Regions from separate parts of the Mus musculus genome. Here region 1 is linked to region 2. The links are chromatin contacts, called in public Micro-C maps. All regions are on one chromosome and are shown on one strand. Each heading gives the region's core, a stretch centred on a gene start, on an enhancer-like site or on the middle of the called end of the contact. The rest is flanking DNA. Distances are from core to core; before and after follow the strand shown. Region 1 has its middle 82 kb from the start of Gng4. Region 2 holds the start of Lyst (lysosomal trafficking regulator).

What was found. Hi-C and Micro-C count contacts between places; a contact is called where the count stands out from the background.
Region 1: a contact with region 2 is called in a Micro-C map of embryonic stem cells, with 4 times the contacts expected there. The contact joins the enhancer-like site here to the promoter of Lyst in region 2. A contact is called at or near these places in 4 of 39 promoter capture datasets (the HPC-7 cell line, embryonic stem cells and stem cell-derived epiblast-like cells), 2 of 15 datasets of contacts at CTCF or cohesin (the NIH/3T3 cell line and large pre-B cells), 5 of 484 Hi-C or Micro-C datasets (the N1E-115 cell line, embryonic stem cells and nephron progenitors) and 1 of 115 datasets of contacts at active chromatin or transcription factors (embryonic stem cells).

What each region holds. Positions count from the first base shown.
Region 1 is chr13:13,863,821-13,868,719 of GRCm38.p6, forward strand. No RefSeq gene overlaps it. Among named protein-coding and RNA genes, the nearest start is that of Gng4, 82 kb to the left of the region's middle. Within about 2 kb of position 3,446, at least 24 of the 459 cell types and tissues checked have an H3K27ac peak or open chromatin away from gene starts, as enhancers often do. A contact at or near this core is called in the HPC-7 cell line, the N1E-115 cell line and embryonic stem cells, where this site is marked.
Region 2 is chr13:13,588,491-13,593,474 of GRCm38.p6, forward strand. Lyst (lysosomal trafficking regulator) reads left to right here and starts at 1,919. Exons shown (of 53, transcript NM_010748.2): 1 at 1,919-2,006. It overlaps Gm30836 (a long non-coding RNA gene), which reads right to left and starts at 2,711. Exons shown (of 2, transcript XR_382086.4): 1 at 2,244-2,711.

The sequences.
Region 1 (4,899 bases), core at 2,196-4,695, 280 kb after region 2:
CCAAACAACATTCTTCTGGTTATTAGCACAGAGAGTAACACACACTCATGCGCATTGTACTGTTTTCTGTAGCATCTGTGTTAAAGGACGAGTCTTTCAGCTATCACAAGTTAGACGAGTTCCTGTGAAATGTCACTGAAAATGCAGGAAAGTAAAGACATACAGTGTTCCCATTAAGAAAATAAAGCAATTCCAAAGTAGAGTTTGCTGAGTGAGTTTTGAAGAGGACCTCTATTGTGAGACACTTCCTCATTGTTTCCTTAAAAACATGCGCTTACCACCTCCCATCTTTAAAGCTAAGTCGGAACACTAAGACACAGGCGTGCTCATTGGACTGTCTTTTGTGTAGCATCTATGTTAAAGTACTATCCTTTCAGCTGTAATTAATGTATTGTGTTCTGTGAAATGTTCTGTGAAAATACTGGAAAGTAAAATGTTCTGGGCTCCCATTCCCTAAAGAAAGCAATTCCAAAGCAGGGTGTATTGAATGTGTTTTGAAAACGAAATGTTGTCGTTTTCTTCTTAAAAATACATGTTCACTTGCCTAAGATGTTTAAAGTTAAGGGTATATAGGAACACTAAATGAAAAACCCTTCTGATTATTACCCCAGAGAATAACACTCAGCCATGAACATTGTAAGCTGTGGCATCTAATATAAAGAACTTTTCTTTCAGGTATATCAAATTGTACTGTTTTCTCTGAAAATACAGACAGGAAAGTAAAACTTACTAGTTCCTGTTCCGTACAGAAAGCAACTACAAAGCAGAGTGTACTGATGGTTTGAAGATGACGTCTATTGTGAGAAACAGTCTTGTTGTCTTCTTAAACACACACGTTTACTGTTTACTGCCTACCATGTTTAGAGGGATCACTACGCAATGCTCTTCTGGATATTTGCGTAGAGAGTAACACCCAAGCATTCACAGGGTACCGGCCATGGCTATGGTTAGGTCTAGGGATGGGGTAATGATAGAGAATAAGGGGAGGGTTAGGGTCCCACGTTAGGATTATGGTTAGGGTTAGGGTTAGAGCTAGGGCTAGGCCTACCTAGGGCTTGGGCTAGGGCTAGTGTTAGGGATTGGTTTAGGTTTCGGTTATTGTTAGAGTTCAGATTAGGGTTATGGTTAGGGTTAGGTTTTAGGTTAGGGCTAGGGCTAAGGATAGGGTTAGGGTTAGGCTTTGGGCTAGTTCCAGTGCCAGCACCAGGGCCAGGCCCAGGGCCAGGGTTAGGGTTAGGGTTTGGGGTAGTGCTATGGCTAGGCCTAGGTCTATTGCTAGGGTTAGGGTAACTGTTAGGGTTAGTTTTAGTGTTAGGTGATTTAGGGTTAGGGCTAGGGCTAGGACTAGAACCAGGACTAGGGCAATAGATCAGCCTATGTTTAGGGTTTTGGGTTAGGGCTAGGGCGAGGGTTAGGGTTAGGGTTTGTGCTAGGGCTAGGACTTGGACTAGGGATAGAGATAGGTCTAGGGCTATGGATAAGGCTAGGGTTAGTTTCAGGGGTTACAGTTATAAATAGTGCTAGGGTTAGAGTTATGACTTGGGTTAAGAACAGGGAAAGGTATAGGATAGAGTTAGGGTTAGGGTTAGGTTTTAGGATAGGACTAAGGGTAGGTATAGGTTTGGTTTAGGGTTAGGACTAGGGCTATGGCTAAAATTGGGACTAGGACTAGGACTAGGGTTAGGGTTAGGATTTGGGTTAGGGCTTGGGCTATATACCCTTCTTAAAAACATACATTTAACGCCTATTTTAAGCTCACTATATCTGGGAACACTGAAGAAAACATGCTTCTGGTAATTATCACATAGAGTAACACACAGGCATGCACATTTTTTTGTCATGACATTTGATTGAGTTTATTGAGTTAATACACACAGCTAAACAATGAACTAGCCAACCAGAATGCTTGGTGTAACCAAATTCATTTTCAACTATAATCAGTATAAATATTCAGCATAATTTTACAATGTTCTAGCTCAGTGTGCTTTTTTGCTTATGGAACATCATCCTGTAGCATAATATATATTGTCTTTAGAAATATTGTAAACGGTTTAAGAAACATATTAATGTCTGACATTATATAAATGGTTGGTAGAAAAAGAGAATTAATCTAATATTGTGTTTGCTTAAGAATTCACCAGATTATCTCCAAGTCAAACTGATAAGCCCAAGTTTAAAAAAAATGACATTTAAGAGGAAATGACTATAGTAGGAAAGACAAGAAGGTTTTTCTTTAATTGTTAAAAGTTTCTATCTAAAGGGTGTATCTGGATGGTCATTCCTTCAGGATCTGTTCCAAACTTTGTCTCTGTAACTTCATCCATGGGCATTTTGTTCCCCATTCTAAGAAGGAACGAAGTATCCACGCTTTGGTCTTCCTTCTTGAGTTTCATGTGTTTTGCAAATTGTATCTTGGGTGTTCTACGTTTCTGGGCTAATATCCCCTTATCAGTGAGTGCATACCATGTGTTCTCTTTTGTGACTGGGGTTACCTCACTCAGGATGACACCCTGTTTCCTTATTTCTCTAAACAAGGAAGGTTATTGTTTTCTGTTAGTTTTTAATTTCTTTTCCTGTTACGTCTGCCTTTCTTTCTCTTTGCGTCTCTCTTTGACTCTTTCTGTGTTTGTTTCTCTCTGTCCCCACCCCCCCCCTCTCTCTCTCTCTCTGTGTGTGTGTGTGTGTGTGTGTGTGTGTTTCCATGGCCACACTAGGACCCACCCCAGATTTGTGTATCAGAGATCTTTACTTATTTATTCCTTGTGCTTGGGCTTGTGTAAGCAATAAGCCACCTCACTTCCTGAAAAAGAAAACAAAACAAAATCAACCAACAGACAGACCAAACAAGTTTGTCTGCCTATCAGGGCTACTCAGAGTAAAATTACATCTTGAATAAACAAAAAAGTCTGCCTGATTTTCTTTCTCTCTCTCTCTCTCTCTCTCTCTCTCTCTCTCTCTCTCTCTCTTTCTCTTTCCCCTTCCTTCCTTCCTTCCTTCCTTCTTTCCTTCCTTCTTTCCTTCCTCCCTCCCTCCCTCTCTCCCTCCTTCTCTCTCTCTCTCTCTCTTTCTTTCTTATTTTCTTTTTTCTTCAGTGTTTCTTAGTGAGTGATATTTATGTTGATATAAATTTTTACCTGTTTTGACTGGCTAACTAAGTGTGCTTGGCATACAGAAGAAATTCCAGGATGACTGATTATATTTATCTTTTATTATGCATTTTAATTTAAAAAATAACAAAAAAATGTTTGATTCCTCTGACACTTAAAAGAATTAGACAAAAAGCAAGGAAAAAAGCATGTGGCTGAAGCTGCTGGTGGCTTTTCTGTGCCTCCTCACCATTCTGCACTGGGTTTGATTAAGTTCTGATCTCCTAGAGGCTGGGAAAGAAAGGGAGAAACAGAAGTGACCTGGAACAGTAGGTCACATGATGGCTGGCCACCTCCATCTTGGTGAGGTCAGTCAGGAGACAAGATGGCTGCCATCCACATGTTAGTGCCATCTTAGTGAGGTCAATGTGCAACCAAGTGACAGAACAAAGAAGTAGAAACAGACTTGCAGGTGTAATACCTTCCAGGGGTACAAGAGAGAAATGGGAAGCTGGGCGTGGAAGTGCATACCTTTCATCTAACAGTCCCTACAGGGCAGAGAGAGAGACAGGCTGCACTCCAGGACTCAGAGAAAATTTTCTCTGTCTGGAGTCTGCCCCATCCCCCCACCTCCACCCTACCACTGCCCTTCCCAAATGATTCATTGTACTCTTTCAGACTTATGTCTGAGGAACCCTACCCCCAACCCTGCTTATGTGAAGGAAAACAACACACAGTTATGTTGTAGAAATGTTTACTCCCAAATGGGGCTCCTTACCCCACCTTGATTATTCTGTTTTTGAAAAAAAAAAAAAACGCAGTTTTTTATTAGTTTATTAGTTTTATTGGCTTTAAACAACACTAGAAGAGCCGGGCAGATATCTACCCTCTATATGATTAGAATTTACTTTTTTTTTTTTTAAGCTGACCAAAGACCTTTATTCTAGTCTTCTGTGTTCATTAAACCACCTATGCAGAACATTCCTTTCATCTCTGCCCCAAAAAACATCAGCTACATCCAGGCTTGAATTGGAAGACAGACTGAATTCATGGAAGACTTTGTGGAGAATGTTATCCAAGAGATCTCTGCATCTTCCATCTTGGCTTGGGTAAAACAATAAGAAGGTTGTGTACAAGCTCGGACTCTCTCCAAAGCTGAGGCGTACAGAGGGGAAAGACCTCCATTCTCAGGAGCCATGTGGTGGGTCCTCCTAGGTTCTGGTGCCCTCTTCTGGCATGCAGGCATATAGGCAACAGAGCAGATAGAACACACGTATACATTGGAAAACAAACAAACAAACAAACAAACAGATTAGAAGAAAAAAAAGATTCTAGCTTTTGTCCAGCTGTGTGGGTGGCAGAGGCAGGCAGAGCAGACCTCTGTGAGTTTGAGGTTACCCAAGCCTACAGAGCAAGTTGCAAGGCTGCTGGGGCCACACCAAGAGAAACTCTATCTTGAGGCAAAATAAAACAAAGTAGAAAAGGTTCTGGCTTTTATTCTACAGACATATGTTTCTTCTAGTCCTATTGACTATAGAATTTTGATCATGAAGGCATGTTGGATTTCATGACAAAGTTTGTGTGTGTGTCTCTGTGTGTGTGTGTGTGTGTGTGTGTGTGTGTGTGTGTGTGTGTGTGTGTGTGTCTGTGTCTTATATTTCAGCTGTGAGTGCTGTTACTTGCTGTCTAGTGGGCTTGTGTTTGATTTCTTTAAATTTTTTTTATAATTCTTGACCTGTGTAATGAAGATAATTAAATCATCTTTGTCCTTCCTTTCTTTCTTCCTTCTTTCCTTCCTTCCTTCCTTCCTTCC
Region 2 (4,984 bases), core at 669-3,168:
ACATGTTCTGACTGTCATGTGTATTCTTTGGTGGTGAACATGGGGGTTCCAGTGTTTTTTTCTGTCACTGATTGTAAATCTCTCCACCCTCTCTTCTGCTACAGGATCAAGCTGTAGACTATTTGATTATTAATTGTATTATTTGGGAAGACCTTGAAAACTGCCAAATGATACCAAATATATCAATAGCTTTGACTTTCCCCCCCATGCCTCTGTTATCTCAAAGGCCCGCCACAGTTGTGGCTGGAAGAAGAGGAAGGGTGGCCCCTAAGCTGTCAAAATGCCTACAGCAGCATCATTTTGTCAGTCTTAGGTTTAGTTGGACTGTAGTGAGGATCAGATATCCTTTTGTTTAACTTGTGGTTCCCACACTCAGAAGAGGTTGGTATATTAAAGTGTATAACATTAATAGTCATGAGAAAACCAAAGCTGGGCACAAGTTAAAATGGCAAAGACAAATTTTATCCAGGACTAGCATAACAAAAAGAACCCAGGTACATAGTTGGCCTCTGATTTAAACACACTAGGGATACCTGGGGATTTATAGTCAAGAAACGTGGAGCTCATGGTTGATACCAACATAGGTGAATGTTGGTAGCATCAACCTCACAAGATTCATGCTGAAGGCAGGCCAGCATGAATAGATACCAAAGGTGGGGACTGAGAGATTTTGTAGATAGGGAGGGTGTGATTGTGTATGTGTGGGTTCTTGCTAAACTGCCTTGGCGATTGCTAAACCTAGAGTTTACAAAGATGTGCACACATAGCACATGGGCCAAGGAGAAGGTTCAAAGTCTGACTAAAGTTTGCTTTAAGCAAGGATCTTTGTCACATTGCCCACTGTATGCTAGCATATTTGAACAGGGCTAGGTAGGGTATCATACCTGGACCCAGAATTTTTGCAAGTTTCTCTCTTTCTGTTTGACAGAAATATAAGTTCAGGCCCCAATGCTATCTTGAGGATAGCCCTGCTTCCATCTTGGTGAACCTTTCCGTTTTTTGTCTTTTGTTTTGTTTTTTTTTTTTTTTTTTAATCCTGTGACCTCCAACAGAAAATAGGACAACAGTTTATTGCACATACTGTCCATGAAAAAACAAAACAAAACAAAACAAAACAAAAACCAAAAGAAAGTTTATTCTGAGGCAACTTTGAGTGAATAGTGCTTAGTAACAGAGATTCGGGTTTCCCAGAATTACATGTTCTACTGTGAAAGAGGTTTACACGCAGTCTTATAGCCATAGAACAAAAGACCATAAATCAATACATTTGCCAAATATAGCGGAAAGGACATCGGGGAGGTAGGCTACAGCATAGCAGGAAAATCTCCAGCTGATGATACTCTTCTTTTGAGCACTGCTGAAAAGCCAGTCGTTGGCTAAGTTTAACAATACATTCCAAACTTTTTACATAACAGGCACAAAGATCTTAGGTCAGCTACAAAGGTTGGTAATAAGCAGTTTTTTTAAAGAACCTAAAGATAGTCCAAGATAATCTTGGTTACTGATCATCATCTCTCCGTAATGGTAAAGTTCTAGACAGTCAGTCACTTTGTACAGTCTTCAACAAAGATGTAATTTTCCCAGTAAACGTGAGTTTACAGTAGAAAGAAGACACTAGGCTTGCGCTTTTAGGGGCTGAATCGCCTGGGATGGACGAAGCTTTATGCGGCCGGGAGGGGTGGAGTTCAGAGAAGCTGCACAGGGCCCTCCTCGCTGCATTTGTCCCGCCTTCTTCCTCTCATTGGCTGAGATTCTCCACGCATCACGTCGGCGACCCCAGCGTGCCCTCCCGGTGGGGCGGGACTTTAGGCGCTCGAGGCGGGGACGGTGCGCACGCGCAGAGGAGCGGGTCTGGGTCTGGGCGGGGGAGGAAGGGGGTGGTGTTCCCGGTTTCCCGGGTTACCTGAGGGGGCGGGGGTGAGAGCTCACGCTGGCCTGGCAGCCTTGGTGAGTCGGGATTCTCCTGCACCGGCGGGCGAGAGCGCGCGGCGGACCACAGAGCGGAGGTAAAGACCGCAGCGGGCTCCTTTAGAGGGTCAGGGTCTCGACCTCAGCGGGGCATGGCGGGAAGGTGGCGGGCCGCCCGGGCGGGGTCGTGCCGCGCTAAGGGAACGGGGTGGTGCCCGGAGCTCGGCCCGGCCGGGGTTCGCTTGCCTTCTGAGCTCTGCACAGTTGCTGATTGAGGCGGACCCGGGCCCCGAGGGCTGTGGCGGCGGCGCGGACCCCATAGTAACTTTACTTACCGGCCGGCTGGTGCGGCGGACGGTGTCCTCAGGGGGCGCTTCACCTCGGGAAGCGCTTGTCCCGGACCGCCGCTACCCTCAGCCTGCCCGGTCCTTCCCAGCAGGTGACAGCGGGAGCTGACAGGTTCAGGGCGTCTCACTTCGCGCCGCGGGTCCATCTGTCATTCCCCACCCTGGTGCTTCGGAGTCCTTGCTGTCCCTTCCCTGCCCGTGACACCTGCTGCGGGACTCTGCAAACAACCCTTCGTGGTTCGCGCGCACCTCTGGAGCGGTGGCTGAGATGCTAATATAATAGGGACGTGACCCAGGGAGATTTCCTCTGCCACCGGAGGCCAAGGGTTCATGATGGAGGGTTGGAGCTCAGGGAGTCAAGAAAAGTGTCCTCATCCAATCCTCAGAGGGATAAACAAAACAGCAAAACATCCTTGATGGAGAGAGAGAGAGAGAGAGAGAGAGAGAGACAGAGACAGAGACAGAGACAGAGACAGAGACAGACAGACACAGCTCTTGCTTGGTAGTTGATGGTGTGAGAAAAAAATTTTAAGGTGTTGACTCGTGTAGAACACACATTTGTGTTGAATTCTGGCCAGTATTTCCTTAAGGATCAAATTCATTGTGCATTTTCTCCAGGGTTTGTTTAACAGGTTGATATGGCACATTAATTTGAGCTTTTTCTTCCTGAAAGGCATTTGGCTGGTCTGCCTTTACTTTTAACTTCCACACCTAGTAACCTTATACTAATAAAGATGTTGGCTCTTAGCTTTTATTATGTAGCTGATTGGTAGGGGATATCTGTATTTACAGAGCATTGCAAGTAACTTTTCTGCTGCTCGTTGCTGTCATCCACGTTGACACTAACACATACAGATATTGAGAGACTTTGGAAGATAGAGGACGTAAGGGGGAGATGAGTTTCTGTTATTTAGTTTCCATTAAAATACTTCCCAGACAATAAATTGCATATAGAGCATATGCATTTAGTAAAGATGTTTAAGTACCTATTGTGGACCAGACACGTTTTATAAACAGATAAATACCCCCTTTCTTGGGTCATACATATTCTGGAAGAACCTCAGACAATAAGTAAGAAGAATATGTCCTTGTCAGATGATGTTAAAGGACTTAGAGAAAAAGCAGGGAGAAGACAGAGCCAGAAACGGGCTGCAATTTGATTAGAGGTAGTTAGGAAAGGCCTTCTGGAAAAAAAATTTGATAACCGGAAGGAAGTAAGGGGTGATCCATGCTCTTTTCTGAGGGAAGGATATGCAGTGAGAAAGCCACTTGCAAAAGCCCTGAGGCAATAGTGTGGAGACTGGAGTCAGAAGAGAGCTGAGAGGCGGGTCTGGCCGTGTTGGAGCCAGTTAAGTAAGAGTCGTAGAGTACCAACAGATTAAAAGGGTGAGAGATCAGATTGTGAAAGGCTTTATAAGCCTCTGTAGGGAGAGGAGACCTCTTTTTGATTACAAGCTGATATAATCAAACTTGATTTTCAAAGGAGCCATATTATGACTAATTGGAAAATATACCACCATTTGGGGGAAGGGATAGCAGAAACAGAAGCAGAGATACCAAGTAATGAGGCCAGAAATGATTTAGGAATTTGTGGCTGTGGTGAGAGGTTATTGACTTTTTAATACATTGTGTATAGAAATGTAGAGGACAGCAACAATTTTGTCTTTAGCAAGAAAGATAGACTAGAATAGGGAGGTACTGAGAGCTTTCTGAGAAGAATAGGCTTGGTAAGGAGGTTAGGTTTTAGGGGATAAAATTAAACACCCAAGTGGAGATTATTCGTAATAGACATTAGTGACTTTGCATTACAGGAATTTTTGTGTTTCTTGACTATTCCAGCTTAACCATTTTGCCCATAAGTGGACAATTTCCATTCCATGCTTACTACTTTTTTTTCCTCCCAGTGTTGGGACTCAAACCCAGTGCCTTGAGCATGCTAGGAAAGTTCTCTTACTAAGCCCTTTCTTTCTCTGGCTCTGTTTTTAGTTCTTTTGAACCAACGTAGTCATTTATGTTCCCAATGTAGCTCTGGTTTTATTTGCTTGGATTTAGTCCATGTGTTTGTTAGTTTTAGTTGTAGAAAAAGCTGTACAGAATTCCAGAGTATTTTTTATAGTCTGCTGCTATATTCAACTTGAACACCTTTCTCTGATTTTTTAAAATTATTTTTAGATGCCTGTTAAAAAGAATTTAAGTCCCAGAAATATTATCAAATGTGGCTTTTCTTGGCCATTTGTGAAATTACAATGTAAGTGACCTGAATTTTTGAAATGATGTTCTATAAGCAACAAAGAGATTATTTTAATTCTTTTGTTTTATTACAGATGACTTGAAATAAACTATCACATTCTTAATGGAGATTTTTAAAATATCACAATATAAAGTATTAGGCCAATATACTTTGATCTGTAAGGCTTGCTGGAGCATCTCTGTAGTCCCAACTACTTGGGAGGCTGAAGCAGGAGGATCACATGTTCAAGACCAGCCTGGACATTTAACAGATTAGTGGGACTCTGTCTCAAAAATGAGAAAATGGGGTTGAGAATATGGCATGGTGGTAGAGTACTGTCTGGCATATACAGGGCCCTGGGTTTGAAAACAATAACAAAATACTTGTATCAGAAAATATGTAATCCTGAGGTCTATTCTTTATAATAAAGAACCAGAAAAGAACTAATACTTTATAATAAATTTTCAGCATATCTGTCCCCAATTAGATTGGTAACTGT